Linked DNA regions of Hordeum vulgare: region 1 is linked to region 2. Evidence: chromatin contacts called from public Hi-C data. All regions are on one chromosome and are shown on one strand. Each heading gives the region's core, a stretch centred on a gene start, on an enhancer-like site or on the middle of the called end of the contact. The rest is flanking DNA. Distances are from core to core; before and after follow the strand shown.

Region 1 (6,273 bases), core at 1,555-4,054, 180 kb before region 2:
GCAGCAGAATTGGAATTAATCTCATTTATCCAATTTTCTGTTGTGCAACATCTAACATGTACATAAAATAATAATTGGCAAGATTAGGATCCATGTTCTTTGTTCTCTCAGAGTGCCTTGAATAATTGATAAAACATGAAAATATGGAAATTAACTACAGCAACAACTTTTCATATTGCTTGCAAAACTACACTTCATGCAGTTGGTGTAGAGTTTGGCTACTTGTCCTGATGTCAGACTTTACCTTTCTTGAAGGCTGAACATGATGTGAGAACATTGGCATATTGGTTGTCCAACTTATCTGCATTAACAGTTCTCCTTCAACGATCATTCAAAACTACTAGGACCGCACTCTCAACCCCGCAAAGGCGAAGATTTTCATCTGAGAGGATATTTCATACAAGTCAAACTTCAAATGCTGGGCTTGCTTATCTCGGTGGGCAATCAGTTGTTGGAGCTACTGGATTACCCCAAGTCGAAGCAAAATATCCAGCTTTGCTCTTTAAACAGCAGCTTGTGGATCTAATTGAGAAGGTTTATGGTATGATAAGCGACAGTGTGAAGAAGGAACTAAACCCTTTACTTGAATTGTGCATCCAGGTGCTGTTACTTGCTCTCATTTTTTGGAAGAAAATTAAAGAAGCTTCATCCTTTTCTATTTAAAGATAGTTAAATGTTGAATCTCTTCAGGATCCACGTTCTTCTCACTCAAATCTGGCAAAAGGCAATACAAATGGCTTGGGACAACAGAACCAATTAGCACATTGGTTAAGCATCGTGAAAGTCCTAGCCAACTATTTGGATATATTAAAGGCGAACCATGTAGGTGCAAAGATCATGGACCCATGGTGTCCGTTCATAAAATTGTCTGAATGCATTTTGTCTTATCTGGTTGAATTTGCAGGTCCCATCAATTTTGGTGCATAAGTTGTTCGTACAGATATTTTCACTGATTGATGTTCAGCTATTTAACAGGTTAACCTTTGTCCTAGCCTCATGTATTCACTCACATATGTATAAGCTTCTCTTAAGATCTTCCCCTTGGAAACAGACTCCTTTTGCGGCGTGAGTGCTGTTCATTTAGCAACGGGGAATATGTCAAAGCTGGACTAGCTGAGCTAAAACACTGGTCTGATAATGCTACTCGAGAGGTATTCACTTCCCCGTTTTCAAATGGATTTTCCAAAGCTATTGACTTATCTGTTGTATTTGACGCAGTTTGCAGGTTCGGTCTGGGAGGCATTGAAGCATATCAGACAGGCTGTTGATTTCTTGGTGCGCATTCTTTTTTACTTACTGAATATTAATTCCCCAATAATGTTTTATTCACAAATAAATTTGGTTCCTACTCTTCTCTTTTGCCAGGTGATTTCTCTAAAGCCAATGAGAACACTAAGAGAGATACGTGCTGATGTGTGCCAAGTAAGTATTTGATTTGACTGACATTCTTTTCTTAATAAGAAAGGAAGACTCCACTGCCAGTCCTTACCCCTATAAGTTGTACTTCTAATATTTGTATGAATTCTTTCAGGCCCTTAGCATACAGCAGCTAGAGCGCATAGTTGGTATGTACTTGGATGACGTCAATGGTACAAACACTATTTCAGCAGAGGTGAGATGATGTACCCTCATATACTATTTGGTCGAATGCGGTCATACCATCACTTAAGCCCCAAATCTCATCTGAACTCTGAAGTTAACCATGCGATTCTGAATTTGAGTGCACTTGGGGCGAGAGTAATATCATGACCTCTGGATGTCCTTATGTGGCAACCCTCACCACCTCCACTTAAAAAAAAACACTATTTGGTCTTTACTACAATATTGATTTGTTTTTCATTTACAAATGAAGATATGTGATTTCTGCTTATCTATTTATAGTTCGCATCAAGCTTGAAAGCTGCAGCGCGTGAGGAAGCAAATACTGTCACGACTTTCTCTATACTGCTAGATGATGATTCTAGGTTTGTTACATTTGACAAAAAAAAGCACTTTCAGCTTAAAGCCTCCTAATGTTTATGGCTCATGGTTTCACCATTTCGTTCCACAAATGCAGTATACCTTTTTCACTCGATGATATTACAAAGACAATGCCAATCATTGAGATTGCTGATGATGACTTGCTACCGTTTGTCCGTGAAAACCCAAGCTTTGCGTTTTTATTGCAAAGAGGGGAATAGTTATTTTTTTCTCACCGTGGAGCCTTCGGCAGCTGTGGATAAATCAGGAGTTCCTGTTTGTAGGTTGTACAGTATGCGTGATTCTTTTTATACCAGATAGCAAGCCATTGAGGAGTAGTTCCTAGGAGAGCTTAGGTATTTGATTTCGATTGATTGGTTCGTTGATTGTAAATTTGTGTCCAGTTTTTCATGCCATGTTTTCTTTTTGATTATGTTGGGCTTGTATACCGAGGGGACAAGGGCAAAAGTCCCTGTATAAGCTTAGTAATGCAAAGTTTTGCTGTAATTAGTGAAGCTGTACGTGTGTTGTAAATTGTTACAGAAAATGAATATCATCGTTCTGCTGGTATAGAATAATGGCATTGTGGTTGGCTTGTTCGTGTCTTCCAACTAAAATTCTTTATTATTTGTTCAGCTAGTTCCCTCTGTGCTAGACTTACACTTGAAGAGGGTATTAATCTAAAGGGAAACGTTTAGTTTCATCCGTCTGATTTCTGAAAGAAACCAGAAACCAGCCGCCCCTGTCGCCTGACACCTGTCATGGGCCCTGCACGTTGCTTTCCCTTCTCTCGTGTACGGTGCAGCAGGCCCGCCTGCTGTTTCTTGCTCGAGCTTTCGCAAGTGCCCCCACCAGTGATGCGTTGCTGCGCTCGGTGCTGCATTTTTGTTCGCCGCCATAAACGGTGTGGCATATGTTGTAACGACCCGCTGATCCAGAGGATTGATAAAGGGGGAGAAGGGGATGAGATCTGAGTTCGGTTTATTTTTTTGCGAAGGAAGAAGATGCGATACAAAGAAGGGTAGGTAGGTGAGGAGCAGGTGAGGATTCACACTCTCATACAACATGTCTGGTCTTTTTTGTCTACATCCACACTTATACGCACACATATCTGACCAGTGGGCCCCATTCACATGGCTTACATGTACATAGTTTTTCATCCTATGAGTGGGATGAAGGTGTGACACTCCCCTCTTCTGCAAAGAAAGCCTCCTCTTCAGGTTCTTCAGGCTCGACAGGGACTGCAGAATCCTTTTGTTCGTCCACGTCGTGGTCCTGTCATATGATTGTTGAAAGAAAACATCGTCGAAGTGTGTCGTAGTCCTTCCAGGTGGTGCTTGTGGAGGAAGAAAACCAGCGGATCCGTAGTTGCACGATGACGTTGTTGCCCCGCTTGACCATGCGTCGCTCCAGGACCTTCACGGGTTCGATGTCGCTAGTTTTGGGTATAGTTGGGTGTAGGGCCGCAGCTTGAGGAGCACGTAGTCGCCCACCTTGAAGCTGTGCTCCGTGCGATGGCGGTCCGCCTGCTTCTTGAAACAGCCCTGGGCACGGTGAATTTGCTCCTGCAGGCGCGTAGTGTTCGCGCCCCAATCCCAGTGCTCGGCGTCGAGGGTGGACGTCGTCATGTTGTCCCAGAGAGGCATGCCACCAAGGTTTGGCTTGACGCCGTAGTGGGCCTTGAATGGAGTACAGTTGATGGCGGAATGGAAGGATGAATTGTACCAGAATTTCGTCATTGGAAGCCAGCAACGCGAGCGTTGAGGTGTGTCGTGGATGGATCATCATAGGTACATCTCGAGGCATTGATTGACGCGCCCGCTCTTCCCGTCCATCTGCGGATGGTAGGTTGTCGAGTAGAGGAGCTTGGTGCCGGCCTTGGTGTACATCTCACGTGAGAGCGTTCTCGTGAACACGCGATCACGGTTGGAGACGATGGACTTGGGAATGCCGTGGAGCTTGACGATCTTATCCTAAAACGCGTGCGCCACCTGCGCTGCATTGAATGGGTGTCGTAGGGGGATGAAGTGCATGAACTTGGTGAGGCAATCCATGGCGACCATGATAGAGTCATATCCTTATCCTTCGGACTTGGGCAAGCCCTCCACGAAGTCCATCGTCATGTCCTGCCAGGGTGTTGCCGGCACTGGCAGGGGCGCGAACAAGCCTGCTTGTCGATGATGCTCTTGTTTGGCGTGTTGGCAAATGGCGCATTGTTTGACGTAGGTGTCGATGTCCTCTTTCATTTGTGTCCATAGAAATAGCTTTTTGAGGCGTTGGTAAGTTGTCCTGGTACCTGAATGCCCACCGACAGCGCTGTCATGGAGGGCGCTGATGAGCTTAGTGCGAAGAGCTGCATTGTTTTCGATCCAAAGCCGGTTCTGCTTGCGGATGAGGCCCTTGTGCAGCTCGAATCCGTCGTCGTCTAGGTTGTGGATGGCGAGGTGAGACAATAACCCTTGTGCATCGACGCCTGTGGTGTAAGAATTGGCCACCTCCTGCACCCAGGTTGGTTGGCACAACGAAAGAGCGCTCAGGTCCAAAGCCGCGCCCACGCGCGATAGAGCGTCAGCTACCCCATTATCGACGCCGCGACGATACTAGAACTTGAACTAGAGTCCCACCAGCTTTGACATGGCCTTGCCCCGCAGATCTGTCTCAAATTGCTCATCCCTCAGGTTGCACAAGCTTTTGTGATCCATGACAATGGTTAACTTCCCACGTTGAACGTAGGCGTGCCATTTGTCCACGACCATCATCACTTCAAGGAATTCCTTCTCGTAAGCGGACAACTTTTGGTTGCGAATCCCGAGTGCCTTGCTGAAGTAGGCCACCGGAGGGCCATCTTGCACGAGCACGGCTCCAATGCCTGTGTCGCAAGCGTCGGTCTCAATGCTGAAGTGCTTGTCAAAGTCCGGCAGCGAGAGGACTGGTGCGCTGGCTATGGCGCGCTTGAGGAGCTCGAAGGCGGCTTGTGCTTGATCATTCCACTTGAACCCTTTTTTGTCAGGAGCACCGTTAATGGCTTGGCGATGATGCCGTATCAGGCAACGAATTTGCGATAATAGGTTGTGAGGCTAATGAAGTCGTGCAACTCGGTTGAAGTGGAGAGTGTAGGCCAGCTAAGCATGGCTTGAGTCTTCTCTGCATCGGTAGCGACGCCAACGCTCGAGATGACATGGCCCAGGTAGTCAACGCTCTCTATGGCGAAGGAGCACTTGGATATCTTGGCGTATAACTGATGATGACGAAGCAACTCGAAGACTGCACGCAGGTGCTCTTCGTGTTCTTCCAATGTCTCGTTGAAGACCAAAATGTCGTCGAGGAAGATGATGATGAAGCGACAGACGTGCTTGTAGAAAATATGATTCATCAAGCACTAGAACATGGCCGGCGCATTTGTCAGGACGAACAACATGACACGAAAGTGGAAGTGTCTGTGGTGCGTCTTGAAGGCTGTCCTCTCTTTGTCGCCCGCGTGCATGCGAATCCGATGATAGCCGACACGTAAGTCAAGCTTGGAGAAGTACTTCGAGCCGGCTAGCTCGTCGAATAACTCGTCCATGATGGGCAGGAGGAAACGGTTCGTCACGGTGAGGTCATTGAGGCGGAGATAGTTGAAACAGAATCACAATGAGCTGTCTTTCTTCTTTACGAAGAGGTCCGGAGCGGCGAAAGGACTCATACTGTTCTCAATCACTCCAGACTTGAGCATCTGTTGCACTTGGCGCTCGATTTTGTTTTTCTGCAACGGTGAGTAGCGATACGGCCTTGTGTTTGCTGGCTGTGTGCCCTCGACCAAGGTGACCGCGTGATCATACTGCCGGTGTGGGGGAAGTGTCTTGCGGTCTTTGAACACATCACTGTACTCCTCGAGGACTTGTTTGATGGTTGCGGGAAGCTTGTCGGGTGGCTCCGCTTGGCGTGGTTGTCTGTCAATCAACGCCATGTACCAGATTTCATTCCCTGCATGCCATTTCTTGAACTGGTTGGGCTCAAGCAGCTCAAGCGTGTGCACTGCATTTTTTGAACTCCTTACATCGTCACTGTTTCGCCCAGATGGTCGAACATCAGTCTCTTGTTGAGCCAGTGGCAGGTCATGAGGCTCAATTGTTCAAGCCAGTCCATGCCTAATACTCTTTCATAGGCGCCGAGCTCGGGCACGCGCATGTCGGTGGTGAATGTGTGCCCTTGCAACCACCATTGGACGTCGGGAATGAGCTTGTCGCAGACGAGGCGTTCACCGCTTGCCCCCCGGACCTCGACCGGCGGCATCTGAGCTGGTTTGGCTGCGATCCTTTACATGAAGGATGC
Region 2 (6,830 bases), core at 881-3,380:
TAGCTTACAAAAAACAAATGTGTGCATATTTGGAATCATGAAACTTTCGGGAACGAAGTGGAATGGAATGCAATGGTTCCATTCTAGTGGAATGGGTCGGTTCCATCCTTGTGTTTGGTAGACTCAATTCAAAGGAATAGAATGGTTATATTTTGATGTTTGGTTTGAGGGATGAAATGAGATGGATTTCTTCATCTCACTTACAATTGGATTGGTTTCAGTAAAAAAAGTTGCTGAATAAAGTAGTTATCTATCAATCCATCCATGCAACAAAGGCTTGAGCATGCTCTGGAACAAACAAATCGCAGAGAACTGAAGAAGCGTGAGCGCGGGGAGCTCAGCCACGGTCAACGGCCAGCGCAGGGAGCAGCTACTCCGTCCAGCGCGATGGCGCGGAGCTTCCCAGGATGCGCGATGCAGTTTGCCATAACCTGCGCGGACCCAAGCTCCCGGCGGCTGCGGCAGCGCGTGCTCCCGCCGAGGTCATGGAAGGAAGGAAAGGAGAGAACATGAGATGCAGTCACGGGAGGAAGAGGAGCGGTTCCGCGTGGTCCACTCGATTTGGAGAGACCGCGCGGAACGGCATAAACAGCGAATATGCCAATTCCAGGAACGAGTGGGTTCCGGTTCCTTAAATCAACCAAACACGATAATCAGCCCTAGGAACGGAACCGTGCTGTTCCACTTGGTGACAGAAACCAAACACACCCTAAGTGCAACATGTGACTGTGACAAAGGGGTATGTAACTTATATATTCATCTGAATGACAATGAAATCCCAACCATTAAATCTATAAACATGGGAACAATAGAGGCTTGGACAGATGAACTACCAAATATGGAACAGACAAAAATATAAACTATACACTGACTTTTTAGTAGAGTTCAAACCTTAGTTATCTAGTATTAGTGGTACCATAAAATGGTTCTATGGTATCTTTATGTGATTGGTACCGTCATATTTTACTTTCGGCAATGCAAATCTTGTCGTTGCAAAGTTTCTCCTAGCGGAGTATTAATGTAATCAAGATATAATCAAAGCAATCCCTTCAAACGAACCAAGAGGTATATAGCTGAGCTTGAACAATGAAACAAAGTGTACCTTGTTTCTTATGATGCTACCAATCTTGATAATATCACAGTTCATCTCATCATTGAGCACTTTAATTGCCTGCAGGGAAACACAATAGAAGTTCATGGATGAAACCACTCCGGAACAAGGCGTCAAGGTGTGTTGGTGACATAACAATAGGTGCACGCACAAGTAGATCACATGTGGCAAATGAAACAATTGGACATGAACACCATGAGCAACTGTCCCTCACAATTTCAATACAGCCTCCAATAAGCATAGGACAGAAACTGGATAACAGTTAAAGGGCTTGGTAACAGAAACAAGGCATACTTGGGGTGCAGGGACACTTCGTGACAAGAGTTTTATCAGGTCCCTGGCCTTGAGAATAATGTAGGGATCCTTGGTCTTCCTGGTGGTGGTAACCGTCATGGATCCCTCCACCTATGCGCAAAATCAATATAAATACAGCAGAATCGTGTCACTACTTCAAATCAAGAACACTCCAAGGTCCAAACAACCGTAACTACTGACTAGTGGCATACCAGATTGAGCTCGCATGAGACTCCAAACTCCTTCAGCGCGCCCTTCACGATCGGCCACGTCTCCTGCAGATACTTCTCTGCACCCCCAAACAACAAGCCGTGTCAATCCACGGATTCAGCAGATCAGGTAACTACAGCGAACCCCCAACGAATCGCACGAGGGTGAGGTGAGGGTGAGGACGGGATTGGGCACCTCGGTACTGGGGGAAGAGGGTGGAGAAGGAGCTGACTTCCAGCAGGCCGCCCTCGTTCCAGGAGGGGTCGAACTTCTCCACCGTCCAGCGGTCGATGGTGGGGTCATCGTCCCACGGCTTCTCCTTCTCGTGCTTCCCCTTCCGCCGCCAGTTCTTCCCCTCCGTGGCTTCCGCCGCCGCGCTCGCTTCGCCCGCCGACGCCATGGCGGCCGGCAGGGCTAGGATTTTAGGTGGGTTTCGAGGGAAAGGGGGTCGAGGAGGCGGTGGCGCCCAGGCTGCGAATTAGGGTTGATGATTGTGTTGCCGCCGATGGGAGGGGACGAGGGTGAGGGGGGATTAAATGAGTGGGGAGGGCTTGGGCCTTGGGCCTTCTGGGTTTCGGCCCGCCGCTCGAAAAATAAAAGCCCGGCTTTGCTGTCTGATATATATCCGTTCAAGAGAAAATCCGTTCCTTCTGCTTTTCAGGTGCTACTCCTTCACTATGCTCAAAAAATTCATAAAAACGTGCTCCTCCTTCGCGGAGCAGACAGCAGAGGTTGCGGTGGCGCATGTAGGTCACGAGATGAGAAGGAACACGAGGAGGAAAGTGTGATAAAGAGTGAACACCAACAGCGACAAGAACGACGCCATGTAGGCAGCGGAACGACAGTGGCAGCGGCGGCGCACCTAGGGCTCCCCTAACCATATTTTCTATTTTTAGTTACTGGTTTTTTCCTCTCTTTTTCTTCCAATTCAAAAACTGTATGAATTTTTCAAAAAATGTGTGGAATTTTAAAACCTGCTTTAAAAAACAAAAAATGTTCGGATATTGAAAACTTTCTCAAAAAATAGAAGAACAAATTTTCAGAAAAAAATATTGCATTTTACAAAAAAGTTGGAATTCCATAAGTTGTTCGTAAATAAAATTAAAATGGTCAGAATTTCCAGAAGTGTTTGTTTTCCCAAAAATGAAATTTTATAAAATGTTCATAATTTTCCAAAATTGCTCGCGCTTCCAAAAATGAAAATAAATCATGTTTCAAAATTGTTCGCAAATGTTTCATAAATATGCTTTTTCAGAAAGAAAAAAAATGATACAGTCTGCGCTGCTTGTTAGATACAATGAGCGCCCAATAGGATCTTCCAAGAGAAAATGATATGACGCATTAAGTGTCAAACTGTCAACCATTCGCACAGGCTATCGACGGCGACCGATATATTGAGCGGGAACGGGCACGCCTGACTAGGACTTGCAGAGGCCACTCCCTCCCTCTTTCTTCGAGGGAAAAGTCAGTGTGCAAAGGTAGTGGATTCAGTTAACAAATTTGACAACTCATTCGGGCCCAATACATAAGCGACACGCTAATTTTTGCTCAGAATAGTGTGTCCCATGCATGGAACGAGAGGCTGCACTTCTGAAACATTTATCTTTTTTTCTAAATTAACTTCTAAAACATTTATCGATAATCAAATTTGTACACCTCTACTAGTAGTAGTGTGACTAGTGTCACTACTCTGGTTTAGTTACCGTATTTTATTTAAAATTTTGGGAGAAATTCATTTTCAAAAATTATTGGCACAGACAAGATAGGACGCAGCTTCAGTGACTTTGTGAAGTGAAGTCACGCTGCGCCTTAGCCCCCAACGTCCATCACTCATTCTAGATATAACAGTCAGGATTCATGCAAGTCAAAAAAACACCAATACTTAATAGCTTTCAGCTTGCAAGGATGCACTGGAAACTCCAACCTGAATATTTTCACGCAAAATTTATTTCATCGCTGAATGTAATATGAAACGAAAAACAGAAACGGTTGCAAAATGCAAAAACCACTCCCATTAGACAAGGGAAAAAAATGAACAACATAACATTGAAATTTGCAAGCATTTAGCATTCAGTGTCTCTATAGCATATCATTGAAATTTTAAAAGTATAAAATATTGAAAGTATGAAACAACCAGGGAAGGAAAAAATAACCAACGTAGCATTGAAATTTGCAAGCGTTCAACATTCAGTATTTGAACGAGCCAGAGGATGCCCCCCAATAAATCTTGAGTGTTGGATGTTGGGGGCTGAGGCGCAACGTGACTTCACTTCACAAAGTCACTGTTGCGTCCAACAAGGTGTGCCTCTGGAATTTCATTGTAATTAGTGGTTGTAGAAGCTACTTTGTTATCTTTTATATTTTTTATTCAAAGCATTGTACCTATAACTATTCTCATGTTTGAATAAACTTACAGATACATATTTATTATTAAAAAAAAAAGAGGAGTGAGAGATTTTTTTGAAGCATATTTTTTTGCCATAGAACTAACCATCGTTCACAACAATATCGCTGGCCATCAAGTCTTGTAGGAAGGTACGAGCATCATCCACGAAAGTAGCTTTGTACACCTGTTTTGTGCAAAACTGCATAATAAGGACATAAGGTACGATACGTTGAAAGGGAGATAAAGCAACAATATCAGTCAGACATTCAGCCATTTATATTAGAGGGTAACCATGCAGAAGATCGGGACCATTTCATCAACATCCACCATGTTCATCTGATGATCTGGACAAAAGGTACATACATATGATGATCAGAGAAAGGCAACACCTGCAAGCACATCTTCTGCTACATATGTAACTTCCGACGATCAAATTAGCTGATAAGTCCTTGAGAAGGCTCAATTATTATGCAGATACCACTACATTACATGGCTGTTCTGAACCTGACGGAAGTCAAGTGTGAACAGCCCAAAACCAAAAGGCTAGGGGGGTACACATAAACACGCCAACACACACCCCATACATCAGATTATCGGAAGTAGACCTATCAGCATATGTACATACAGCTCTTGCAGACGACTGAATAAACAAAACAAAAGAGTAGGCGTGCCGTTCTTGCAAGGAAAGCAGACTAGCAGTCGAAACTCCGGTCGCAGACACGGTCAGCTAGTCAGGTGAATTACGGGCATGTTAGGATTTGCCCTTGGGCTTCTTTCTTGATTTCAGGTCGATAACTATGACACTAATGTTGTCCCCGCTCCCTTTCATCAGGGCTAGCCTCACGAGACAATCCGCAGCTGCTTTTGCAGCAGGATTCATAGTGGGTTCGCTGCCTCCATCAGAATTTGCACCGTCGTTATTATTCTTGTACCACAGAAGGATCTGTCGCCGGGCAACTTTGCAGGCATCTTCATTCGACATGACATCCCACAGACCATCGCTTGCTAGAATGAGGCAGTCATCATCTTTTGCCCGAGGAACAACGCTGACTTCAGGCTTTGGAATCAGAAATGGTTTCAGGTATCGGTCACCTGCAAGTAGATAGGTGATCGGCCATTTCTGCTTAAAGTTAATAAACCATAAGAAGCTTCTGACTGATGCTGCCCATGCACAGAGTAATTGCTAGTTTAACTGCTTTCAATTAAATTTCATATGAACAGAAAGAAAAGAGTTTTGTCCAAGTTTAAAAAGTAAAAGTATTCACGGTGTAACAGCTATAACAAACTAACAAGTGCAACTAATATCCAGTATTAACCATGGTCACAAATTCACAACTGCCAGAGTCACTTGCACGAGTAGCAGCATAAGTATACAGGGTACCTTTGTTCCTTCAATAAGGGGGCTTTTTTACTTTTGCCTCCTTAAGCACATCAGCATCCTAATCCGAATACTTTTACAAGATCATATTTAAATTCACTGACAACTTGATCCCCGTCCCTGAATTTTTCTAGGAAAGGAACCAAAACATAATCGAGGAACACAGACTAATCTTAAACATGGTTTTTCCACAATGAAAACATGCTGGTGGCAGCAGTTGCAAGTTGCTAGTATATGAAACAGAGCATTTCTTTATGGTTATAATTTACTGCCTGAAATGAGCCTATGTAATATTGTGACAGCTTGTGATCTCATAAATTAGAATGCCATCTTAAAGAAACATCTGACCTCATAATAAAATGCATATACATGCCTACGTAGTTTGTAAAGAAAAAAATCCAACTAAGAATTATGATGGAAATTATGGCACAGATTCAGTTCAATTCTGCACAATTCAATACCGCTGGATGTTTGACATAATGGCTCAACACCAAAGACTTGAGAGTATTGCAAAATATTAAGATAATGGTAACTTGCTTTTATTCTTTTTGGCAGCCCGATGATTGATGGTTTGATATAGGCTCTCGTAGTTCACATATCATCACTTACTGACATCCCAAACATATGCAGCAAATAAGCTGATATGGCCATAGACCTACAACTATCTACTGCTACGGATGTTTGGCCGAACCGAATAAATCGGCGCCATATATGCTGAACAGGTCTACAACATGTTTTTGTACAAGCTTACTTGTTGTGACACTTTTTTTGGGTCTTAAGCTCCTAGCTTACGGAGAGATGCCTTCTAGAGTTACTAAAGTGTGCCTTCTTCTAGTGTTCATGAATAAGAACAGTCATGTTAGGCTAGCACACTCGTGGTCAAAAAGTAACAGAAAACATCTTAAGATCTTAATCGCATTCCAAACATGGCTTTACAGCTGGCTTGAAATCATCAATATGTTTCCCGCAAAAAAAAGAAAAAAAGAAATCATCAATATGTTTGTCCAGGTAATAAGCTTGGGCGTGCAAAGGCGGAAAACTTACCGATTGACCGTGACATTGCGAGAATACCAGAGACACGATAACCATTCCAGTCAATGACCTTTCCACCTGCGGCCTCAATCCTGGCACGCTCGTCTTTCCCATCAGGCTAGAACAGGAAAGCATAATCAGATACAATTTGCCTTAACCAAAAAACTTAGCTGAACAGTAAAGCCCAGTATGTACTTTGTGATCGACGGACAGAGCAATCGGCTCCTTCCCACGGCAGAGCACGACGCGTGAATCTCCACAATTCGCAGTTATGACATGAGAAGAGCAGACAATCGCAACCACGGCAGTGGAACCGACGTTATCAGCGGCAATAGGCTCCGGACGGAGCTCCGTGACGCCATTGGAAAACCTGATCGCTTTCCCCGACACCTCGTCGTCTACCTTCTGGAAACAATCAC

Evidence for each region. A called contact is a pair of places that touch in the nucleus more often than the background predicts.
Region 1: a contact with region 2 is called in a Hi-C map of leaf, with 4 times the contacts expected there. The contact joins the enhancer-like site here to the promoter of LOC123444261 in region 2. A contact is called at or near these places in 3 of 6 Hi-C or Micro-C datasets (leaf and seedling).

The regions. Positions count from the first base shown.
Region 1 is chr3H:461,174,637-461,180,909 of MorexV3_pseudomolecules_assembly, reverse strand. LOC123444262 (myosin-17-like) reads left to right here. Exons shown (of 51, transcript XM_045120939.1): 43 at 256-600; 44 at 691-822; 45 at 905-975; 46 at 1,052-1,151; 47 at 1,219-1,275; 48 at 1,366-1,422; 49 at 1,532-1,612; 50 at 1,882-1,964; 51 at 2,057-2,554. The coding sequence ends at 2,180. Among protein-coding and RNA genes, the nearest start is that of LOC123444262, 39 kb to the left of the region's middle. Within about 2 kb of position 2,804, at least 2 of the 3 cell types and tissues checked have open chromatin away from gene starts, as enhancers often do. A contact at or near this core is called in leaf, where this site is marked.
Region 2 is chr3H:460,994,313-461,001,142 of MorexV3_pseudomolecules_assembly, reverse strand. It overlaps LOC123444261 (KRR1 small subunit processome component homolog), which reads right to left and starts at 2,130. Exons shown (of 12, transcript XM_045120927.1): 1 at 1,811-2,130; 2 at 1,618-1,694; 3 at 1,406-1,516; 4 at 1,103-1,171. The coding sequence starts at 2,015. It overlaps LOC123444260 (protein phosphatase 2C 50-like), which reads right to left. Exons shown (of 4, transcript XM_045120926.1): 2 at 6,607-6,830; 3 at 6,424-6,529; 4 at 4,410-5,093. The coding sequence ends at 4,753.